Linked DNA regions of Mus musculus: regions 1 and 3 are each linked to region 2. The links are chromatin contacts, called in public Hi-C and HiChIP or PLAC-seq maps. All regions are on one chromosome and are shown on one strand. Each heading gives the region's core, a stretch centred on a gene start, on an enhancer-like site or on the middle of the called end of the contact. The rest is flanking DNA. Distances are from core to core; before and after follow the strand shown.

Evidence for each region. Hi-C and Micro-C count contacts between places; a contact is called where the count stands out from the background. HiChIP or PLAC-seq counts read pairs in DNA pulled down with a chosen protein or histone mark.
Region 1: a Hi-C map of bone marrow-derived macrophages shows a contact between it and region 2, with 33 read pairs. The contact joins two enhancer-like sites. A contact is called at or near these places in 4 of 15 datasets of contacts at CTCF or cohesin (CD8 T cells, the G1E-ER4 cell line, large pre-B cells and 1 more), 160 of 484 Hi-C or Micro-C datasets (the AML12 cell line, the AtT-20 cell line, B cells and 91 more), 11 of 115 datasets of contacts at active chromatin or transcription factors (CD8 T cells, the HPC-7 cell line, T-cell acute lymphoblastic leukemia and 8 more) and 3 of 9 other capture datasets (adipose tissue, embryonic stem cells and liver).
Region 3: a contact with region 2 is called in an H3K4me3 HiChIP or PLAC-seq map of bone marrow-derived macrophages, with 2.3 times the contacts expected there. The contact joins the promoter of Galc here to the enhancer-like site in region 2. A contact is called at or near these places in 2 of 39 promoter capture datasets (macrophages and trophoblast stem cells), 1 of 15 datasets of contacts at CTCF or cohesin (CD8 T cells), 4 of 115 datasets of contacts at active chromatin or transcription factors (CD8 T cells, the SCID.adh cell line, bone marrow-derived macrophages and 1 more) and 2 of 9 other capture datasets (adipose tissue and liver).

Annotation. Positions count from the first base shown.
Region 1 is chr12:98,214,438-98,217,137 of GRCm38.p6, reverse strand. Galc (galactosylceramidase) reads left to right here. Exons shown (of 17, transcript NM_008079.4): 12 at 801-887; 13 at 2,655-2,700. Among named protein-coding and RNA genes, the nearest start is that of Galc, 44 kb to the left of the region's middle. Within about 2 kb of position 1,322, at least 27 of the 459 cell types and tissues checked have an H3K27ac peak or open chromatin away from gene starts, as enhancers often do. A contact at or near this core is called in bone marrow-derived macrophages, where this site is marked.
Region 2 is chr12:98,328,074-98,330,773 of GRCm38.p6, reverse strand. No RefSeq gene overlaps it. Among named protein-coding and RNA genes, the nearest start is that of Gpr65, 61 kb to the right of the region's middle. Within about 2 kb of position 1,378, at least 2 of the 459 cell types and tissues checked have an H3K27ac peak or open chromatin away from gene starts, as enhancers often do. A contact at or near this core is called in bone marrow-derived macrophages, where this site is marked.
Region 3 is chr12:98,258,164-98,260,863 of GRCm38.p6, reverse strand. It overlaps Galc (galactosylceramidase), which reads left to right and starts at 1,405. Exons shown (of 17, transcript NM_008079.4): 1 at 1,405-1,729. The coding sequence starts at 1,535.

The DNA of each region.
Region 1 (2,700 bases), core at 73-2,572, 110 kb after region 2:
AATGCCTTACAGCTGGAGCTCATGGAGGCATTTCCTCAACTGAAGCTCCTTTCTCTGTGATAACTCCAGCTGTGTCAAGTTGACACAAAACTAGCCAGTACAGTAATAAACAAAGACATTTTAGAGTAAATAGTTAAATGTTTAACAAGGTTTTTACAGAGGGCAGATGAGTGTTTTGCATCGAAGGCACTAAGACCTGTTTAATCTTCGCTAGTGTTCTCAGGTGTTAATGCAGTGGGTTAATTAAATGAGTTAAATGAGTAGCGATTTCTGGACTACAGTGCTCTCCTCTGTAAAAGGAAGCATGTTAGGTTTCTTCAGGGACACTGGGCACAGTGCTAGAGGCAAGCATGTTAGAAACAGGCACACTCCCGAACATTCGCAGCGGAAGGGAGTTTAACAAGGAATGGTCGTAGACTCATGCTGGACCTACCTAGTGCAAGGTCAGAGAACACATACATGCTCAAAAGGGGACGATGACAGGGGTGCTTCTGAGCATGCCCAGTTGAGTGTTACAGTGATTAAGCTGGTGCCAGTCAGTGTCCCCAGGCTGTGTCCCGCTTTCCTTACGCGTTTAGGTGAAACGAAAGCAGAAAAAGACAGGTCCCTGGAGGCGGTTAATGCAGCTGCTTGCTGCTCCTGGTGACAGGACGTGAAAGATTGGCTTAAACAATGTCCTGTTTTCCAAACCTAGAGGTGGTCTTTTCAGCGACTGGAAACAGTGGGCATTGCTTTCTTGAGGTATTAATAACAGGAATTGATGAATCTCTCAAGTATGTTTTCTTGTGTTTTCTCCACAGAGAGAAATACAAGAGCTGCAGGTGTGGTATACCAAGCTGGGAACTCCGCAGCAGAGACTTCATTTTAAACAACTGGATACTCTATGGGTAGTTTTATCATTGATTTCTATGCTTGGGACGTTACAACGGTAAAAAGGGGCAAATTGGATCAATGAATTAAAATGAAGATGATTTTATGGCTACGGGACAGTGGAGATAAAATGCATTCATATCTTCATCAGAAATCGTGATGAAGGTGTGAGAAGCTTTTATGTGCACCGCTGTGCTGTCCTTAGACACTAGTTATGTTGGTGGCTGTGCCACCATTGCCTGGCTGCCCCCCTTTGAGACCATCCGCTCAGTCTGTGTCCCCACAGCAGTTGACTGTAGGCAGTCCTGCCCTCTGTGGGTTTCTCTTATGCTTTGTTCTTTCTTCTCTCTGCTACTCGTTTCTGTTTGGTCTCCCTTATTCGTGGACAGTGCCCCAGGTCTCAGCAGTCAGTCAGAATCTCAGAGCCAGCCATCACAATGCTAGAGAGTGGGGTGCCTAAAATAGGAACGGATCAGCAGCTTTCCCCACATAGCTTTCCTCACATTCCCCATGTGAGCCCCACTGACCTGTCACGTGACCCTCACTGTCCTCTCAGGAAGCAGAAAACAGATTTCCTTTTCAGATGCTTATCTCAGTAGCTGGTGTTTCCTCCCAGAGTGAACGTCTCAATTTCCTTCATATCTGTGAAGATATGTCACCTCAAGTGTGGGTTTCTTCAAAGCCTCACTCACTGGGCCCAGTGTCGGGCTCTGTGGGTCTCATCACAGGCTCCCCACCACTTTGCTGTCCTGGAGGTTGGGGATTTGCCTTATTTTGCTTTTAGTCCAGGGGTTTATGGTGCTTGGAACTGGGTGACTTCTCAGGAAAGATTTCCAAGAATAAAGAGGCCCCAGAAAATAGGTTAATTACATCATCTATTTGACTTAATCTGATGGATTTTTAATAATGATTAATGTTATAGTTAGCTAGTCAATATCAATGGTTACATGCCCATTAGGCCACTCTGTACTTGTATAATAGTTTGCTAGAAATAACATAATCAAATTGATCTCCTGCATAGGAATATTGTTAATCCTGAGGCAGAATGTGGCATCAGATATTCATGGTTCTGCATCTATTTACCCTTAAAGCAATGATACGATGCTAAACCCTTTAATTCAGTGTAGATAAAACTCATTAAAGTTTCAAAGGAGGTTTGAGCTCAAGCCCACATTAGTTATGTGGGGATTCAAACGGCTCCAGAGGGCTACGCTTATTACAGGACTATGCTCTAGGGAGTATTTCCCCGGGGCCACACTTCGAGGTGAACTAAGCAAGACCTTTATAAACATGTGGTTTAATTCTCAGTGTATTGTTAGCTTCAAGAAGGCTAACTGTGACACAGAGTCAGCCTACTAATTGAAATCTGAACTGACTATACGATGAACAGATTTTAAGTTTTATTTCTTATTGTAAGATGTTTCTTGAGGTGTCTGTGGGCTTTGTGGGTTCTTTTCTTTAGCAAGGCTCTGAAAGAAGCAAGCAGGCTGCTGAGTTACATTAATTGAATGTACCCAAGCTTTAGAGAGCTTACAGTGTAATGGAAGAGTAGGGTGACAGATAGACCTTCAGGTATCTTGTCATTGGCACCCCCCATCTGGTGAAATTCTATAAAATATTATTTATACACTTCTAAAATACCCTTAAAGTTGTCAAGGGCCTGGGTACTTATTTCTGGTCTTCCTCACGTGTTTAGGAGGTCCTAACAGAATGGCTGTTCACGCTTATTTCTTTTACCGCTCCCCAGCACCTGTCCTTGAACGTGGGGCTGTCTTCTCTTTCAGCTCCTTGACGGCAGCGGCAGTTTCACACTGGAACTGGAGGAGGACG
Region 2 (2,700 bases), core at 129-2,628:
CCAGTGATCATGCCGGCTGTGTGCTGTTTTGTGTGTTACTGAGGTGAGAAGGTTTCCCTCTGATCCCAGCCTGGTGAGAGTCTTCAGGATGAGCAAGTGTTGGGTTCTTTCAAGTGGCTTTTCTGTACCTATCGATATCTTCATTTTGTTTCTTTAGCCACATGGCGTAATTAATCATATTAGTTCATTTTCAAATGTTGAACCTGTCTGGCAGTCTCAGAATAAGTTCTACTTGGTAATGATATATAACACTTTTCAATATTTTTAAATGCAATTTGCTAACACATTGTTATAATGTTTACATCGCTGTTCATAAGATAAATCACTCTGTTAGCTCATTGTAATATCTCTGGCTTGGGTTTTTGGTTAACATTGACCATTTGCTTCCATATTTTGGAGGAGACTATAGGCAAGTAGTGTAACTTCTTCCTTAAATACTTGATATACATCCACTAGTGAACTCTATCTCTGGTGCCTTTTGCTGCAGTAGAGGACATGTTGATTACATTTTTAATAGATATAGCCCTATCCAGACTGGGTATTTCTTCAAATAATACTATACCTTTTCATAGATAATGCAACTGATTTATGGTAGCAATAAACCATTGTACTTTCCTTTGTCCTGTCCCTTGCATCTTTGCTGTCACTAATGTCACACACACACACACAAATTTATTTTATATATATGTATACACACACAAATTTATTTTATATATATGTATACACACATACACACACACATATAGCCAAAAAAGTCACTATTTTCTTCTTGAATGAATAAGTGTTGTGTCAGTTAAGAGTAAGAAGCAGGAAGGTGTTAGTTTTACTTTAATTTACTCCTCTGCTCCTCTTTTTCTAAATGTAGATCTGAGCTTTTGACATATCTCAGTTTTAATTCTCTCCAAGAACCATTGTCATGACAAGCAATCCTGCTGGGGTGACTTCTCTAAACTATCCTTTGAGGAAGTCTGTGTTTATCTTTTCCTTTTGCAGGATAATTTAATGTGGAATGGAATTCTAGATTGGTGTTTTCACTGACCTAAGATTGTTCTCTCACTATTTAAAATATTTTACCTTTCTTGCTTAGTGGCTTTTTAGGAGAAGTTTGATAGGGCTATTGTTCCATCCCTTCAGAGGGAAGCTGATTTGTCCTCTGAAAATTTTCAAGATATATTCTTAGTCCTTGATTTTATCAAGTGTGTAGATATAACACTTGAGTGTTAATTCTTTTGGTTTACTTGGGGGTCATTTTAGTGTTTCCTGTGTGGACTCTGTCTTGTCTTACATTCATCTTTATTGGCACTCTCTGACTGCATGTCTCACATTGGATTGGGCAGTTTCCCAGTTATCTCTGCTTTGAAATTTGTATTTGTGTCTTCCTCTTTTCTCCCCCTGATATTGCCACTGTGTGTCATCCTTTCTAACCTTGATATATGTGCTCTGAGATATTGTGACATTGCAACTCTTCTTTAAAACAAAACCTACTGCCTTTTATTCACGAATGAAGATACAAAGTTTGGGGTTTGTTTAATGTGTATCTAAAGTAAATATGAAAAGACATATATAGCACATTTTAGTGAGACAGATATTCTAGTCACTTCCACAAGTTGTGAACTTCATTTTTTCTTCACTGACTTTCAAATGTATTTTATCAGCATCATTAATCCCCCATTATAATTACATTTACAGCTAAAATCATAAAACAGGAACATGATTATCTGTCACCACTAGTCATAGAAATCCGTCATCAAAGACTGTCCAATCATCTATAATTGCACTCCCTTATGAAATACTGTCGAGAAAGCTTACAAAAAAAATTCAAGAGAAAGGATTTAAGCTAGAGATGCTATCTATTAAAGGCAGAAAGTTACCAACGCATCTAGCTAATCTTAAAGTAATATTTCTCACCAATTGTTGATGTGGGAAATGATGTCTTCCAATGTCGACAAGTCTTGAACTACTAAGTCCAATTCATACTACAACCCCTGGGCATTCTACCCAAGCAGACTATGGGGAGGAATAAAAGAGAAGAGAAAAGAGACTCTTTTATGTTCAGACTCTTCATTGTCACTAGCCTTTGAAACAAGGAAGGCTTTCCAGTCTTGATATTTAGAGCCACGAAAAGCACTGCATTGTTTCCCAGACTAGGATGCTGGACCAGGGATCAAGTGCTTAATTAAGGTCGTTAGGAATATATTACCTGACAATCCTGACCCAATACTCCTTAGTTCTTTGAATTTTGAGCAGGAATAATATCCTAGGGAAATACGACTGATTTCAGCCACTTGTCTCTCAGCTTGTGTGAAACACCAGTGCGACACAGTAAACAGCTAGTCCCAGACAACAATTGAGTCCTGAGGTCTATCCGGCTGTTCACCACTGTCTCTATACCTTTCTTTGGCTGAGAGGTCTTAAAGAAGCCAGTTAACCAGTCCTCAAAATGTCCAAGCATAAATATTAGCCCAATCTGATCAGTGGTCCTAACATCTGTAGAAAGTACAGAGGTGCCTTGGAAACCAGCTCAACTCCCCTTCTTCCCCTGGCTTCACCATCCTGTAGCCATGACAGAACTGAGCTGTTGGGAGAGGTCTGTGAAGACTCTGATGGTCTTTGAATGCAGATTCCCTATGAACTAACCAGTACCCCCGGAGCTTGTGTCTCTAGCTGCATATGTATCAGAAGATGGCCTAGTCAGCCATC
Region 3 (2,700 bases), core at 156-2,655, 70 kb after region 2:
TCAGGACAGTTCACTTTCCTATCACATCAGTCTTACTGACAGTGGAAGGTAGCTTATGATTGTTTCGAGGAAGCATAATTTCACCTTTGTCATCCTTGGGTCCTAAGAATTAAACTGCTGTGACAGACTAGATGGATGAAGCACATAAATTTAAGTTACAGGGCACAGGGGCATACCCTAAGAAATTGAAGACTCCCCCCCCCAAACAAACAAACAAACAAACAGTTAATGATAAACATGCTGAATCTGATCAGGAGCAATTTAGGTTGTAAAATGTGCCAGGCAGAGAGGCAGAGAGGCAGAGAGGCAGGCAGAGAGACAGAGAGAGAGGCAGAGAGGCAGAGAGGCAGAGAGGCAGGCAGAGAGGCAGAGAGGCAGAGAGGCAGAGGCAGAGAGGCAGAGAGGCAGAGAGGCAGAGGCAGGCAGAACTCTCTGAGTTCAAGGTGAGACTGGTAGATGGAACAAGTTCTAAGAACACAAGCTGCCAGCAGGCACGTCCAACCTTTTCTTATCCTGACACTATGTTGTCCGCTATAGACTTCACACTTGAGGTCTGCACAGTTGACTATTTTAATCATAAAAAGTCACAGAATGTCTTGAGTTAAGTTTATGTACAATTTTGGGGTAGGGTGCTTTCATAGCAATCATCTGCTCCATGTGGTCTCAGGCACAGGTTGGATGCACCTGCCAGGGTATTTAACTGGGTAGAGAAGTGAATAGGAAGGCAAGGGTTACTGTAACAGGAGTTGGCAAACATTACCACTTCCTCTATGTAAGTCAGGGCATCTTTCATAAGTGATTTTCATAGTCATTTTTTATTCAAGAAACAGAATAAAGGTCCGAGTATTCTGAACCTATTGTATTTTTTAGGTCTCGCAATTCAAATTACTATATAGCAACATTTTGGACGAGTAATCATATTAACTCTTTTAAGGCTAAAAGACCTGGATATAGCAGACTACTCAATCGAACAAACTTTGTCAGCTAGCATTTGCTAAGTGTATATAAGTGCACAATTATGACTTCCCGAGTGCCTATTATCTTACTTTTATCTTATCCGGAGTTCCCTGACTTGCTGTTCTGGTCTCACGGTGGTTTAGAAAAATTCAGGGTCCTCAAGCCAAGCGACTCAACCAAGGTGACCGCTTAACTGGGGGCGCTTAAAGCCAGGTCCTCATTGCTGTTTCCTACTGGGAATGCTCGGCTAGAGTAGGACCACTCAAAGCCCTCTTTTGACCGTTGTTGACCATTCACTTCCCGTTTTCTAAGATGATCCATCAGGTGAGGTAGGAAGAGTGGTCACTAAGTAATTACACGCAGAGACCGGTCCCGCCTCTTTGACACAGAAGTGACAAGGCAAAGCTCGCTCAACCAGCCCCCCACCCCGCCCCCCCAGCTCAACACAACAGCGGCTGCGCGGACAGCCCGCAGCCCTCACTTAAGATGGCGAAAGCTTCCTCAGCCGCCCGCTCTTCTTCCTCAGGGAGGCGATCGGGCCCGCCTCCCCGGGCGCCACAGTCGCGTGACCCGCACAATGGCTAACAGCCAACCTAAGGCTTCCCAGCAACGCCAAGCAAAAGTCATGACCGCCGCCGCGGGCTCGGCGAGCCGTGTTGCGGTGCCCTTATTGTTGTGTGCGCTGCTAGTGCCCGGTGGCGCCTACGTGCTAGACGACTCCGACGGGCTGGGCCGGGAGTTCGATGGCATCGGCGCAGTCAGCGGCGGCGGGGTGAGCGCGGGCTGGCGGGAGGCAGGAGTGCGGTGCGGCGCAGGGACCGCAGGGACCGCAGGGACCGCCGGGGCCGCCCCCTCCCACAAGCCCCCGCGGCGTTGCCGGGCGAGCGCACGCCGCTTCCCCGCGCGCCGGGGTGAGATGAACCCGGGCTGGCGGTTAGATTGCAATGGGGAGCCAGGCGTCTCGAGGGGACAGGCGTCTGCTGCAGTCAAGTGGCCCGGGCTCGAGGGAGCCCTCGTTCTGGATCGCCGGCCAGGGCTGTCCTTGCCGCGCTGGAAGGGTCGCCTCCGGAAAAAGCCAGAGAGGGACTGCGAAGCCTCAGCGAGATGCTTTGGGGAGGGGGGGGGGTGGGTTCTCTTCCTTCCCAGGGAGTTAGTTGGTGGAGCCGTGAGTCAGAAGACATAGGCAGGGTTTGGGGACCCTTCTTGAACAGTGATTAGCACCCCGTCCCTCCCTGTAAGACCTCTTGGACTCTTTAGAGTTGTGTAAAGCCTGAAGCGATCTGGGATATTGTTTTAAAAGAGGGCCACCTTCATCCACTAACAGAAACTGTGGCGTGTCTGTGTTGGAACGAGGGAATGCTGGCTCTGTTAGGGCACATAAGAATCATTAGGTGCATTGGTTAAAATTTAAGTTGTCTTCCTCTCCCATTCTGACTTTGTTAATAAACACCAGCTAATTCTCAAAAGATGAGGTCTTGAGAGTGATTTCTTGTTGACTCAAAGATCTCAGGACTGGGAAGTGGGTTTGCTTTTAAATTGAAATCTTAAGAGTAGTTTTAGATCTACCGAAAAGCTAGGAGTGCAGTAAAAAGTTCTATACCCCAGTGTGTGTGTGTGTAATAATGAACTAATCTATTCTCAGTTTATTTAAATTTAAAATAGCCAATATTTCTTATACAACCTTAACGTCTCCTTTTGGTATCTTTGTGATAGTAAATCTAAGTGTAAAGGCTTTTTTAAAAA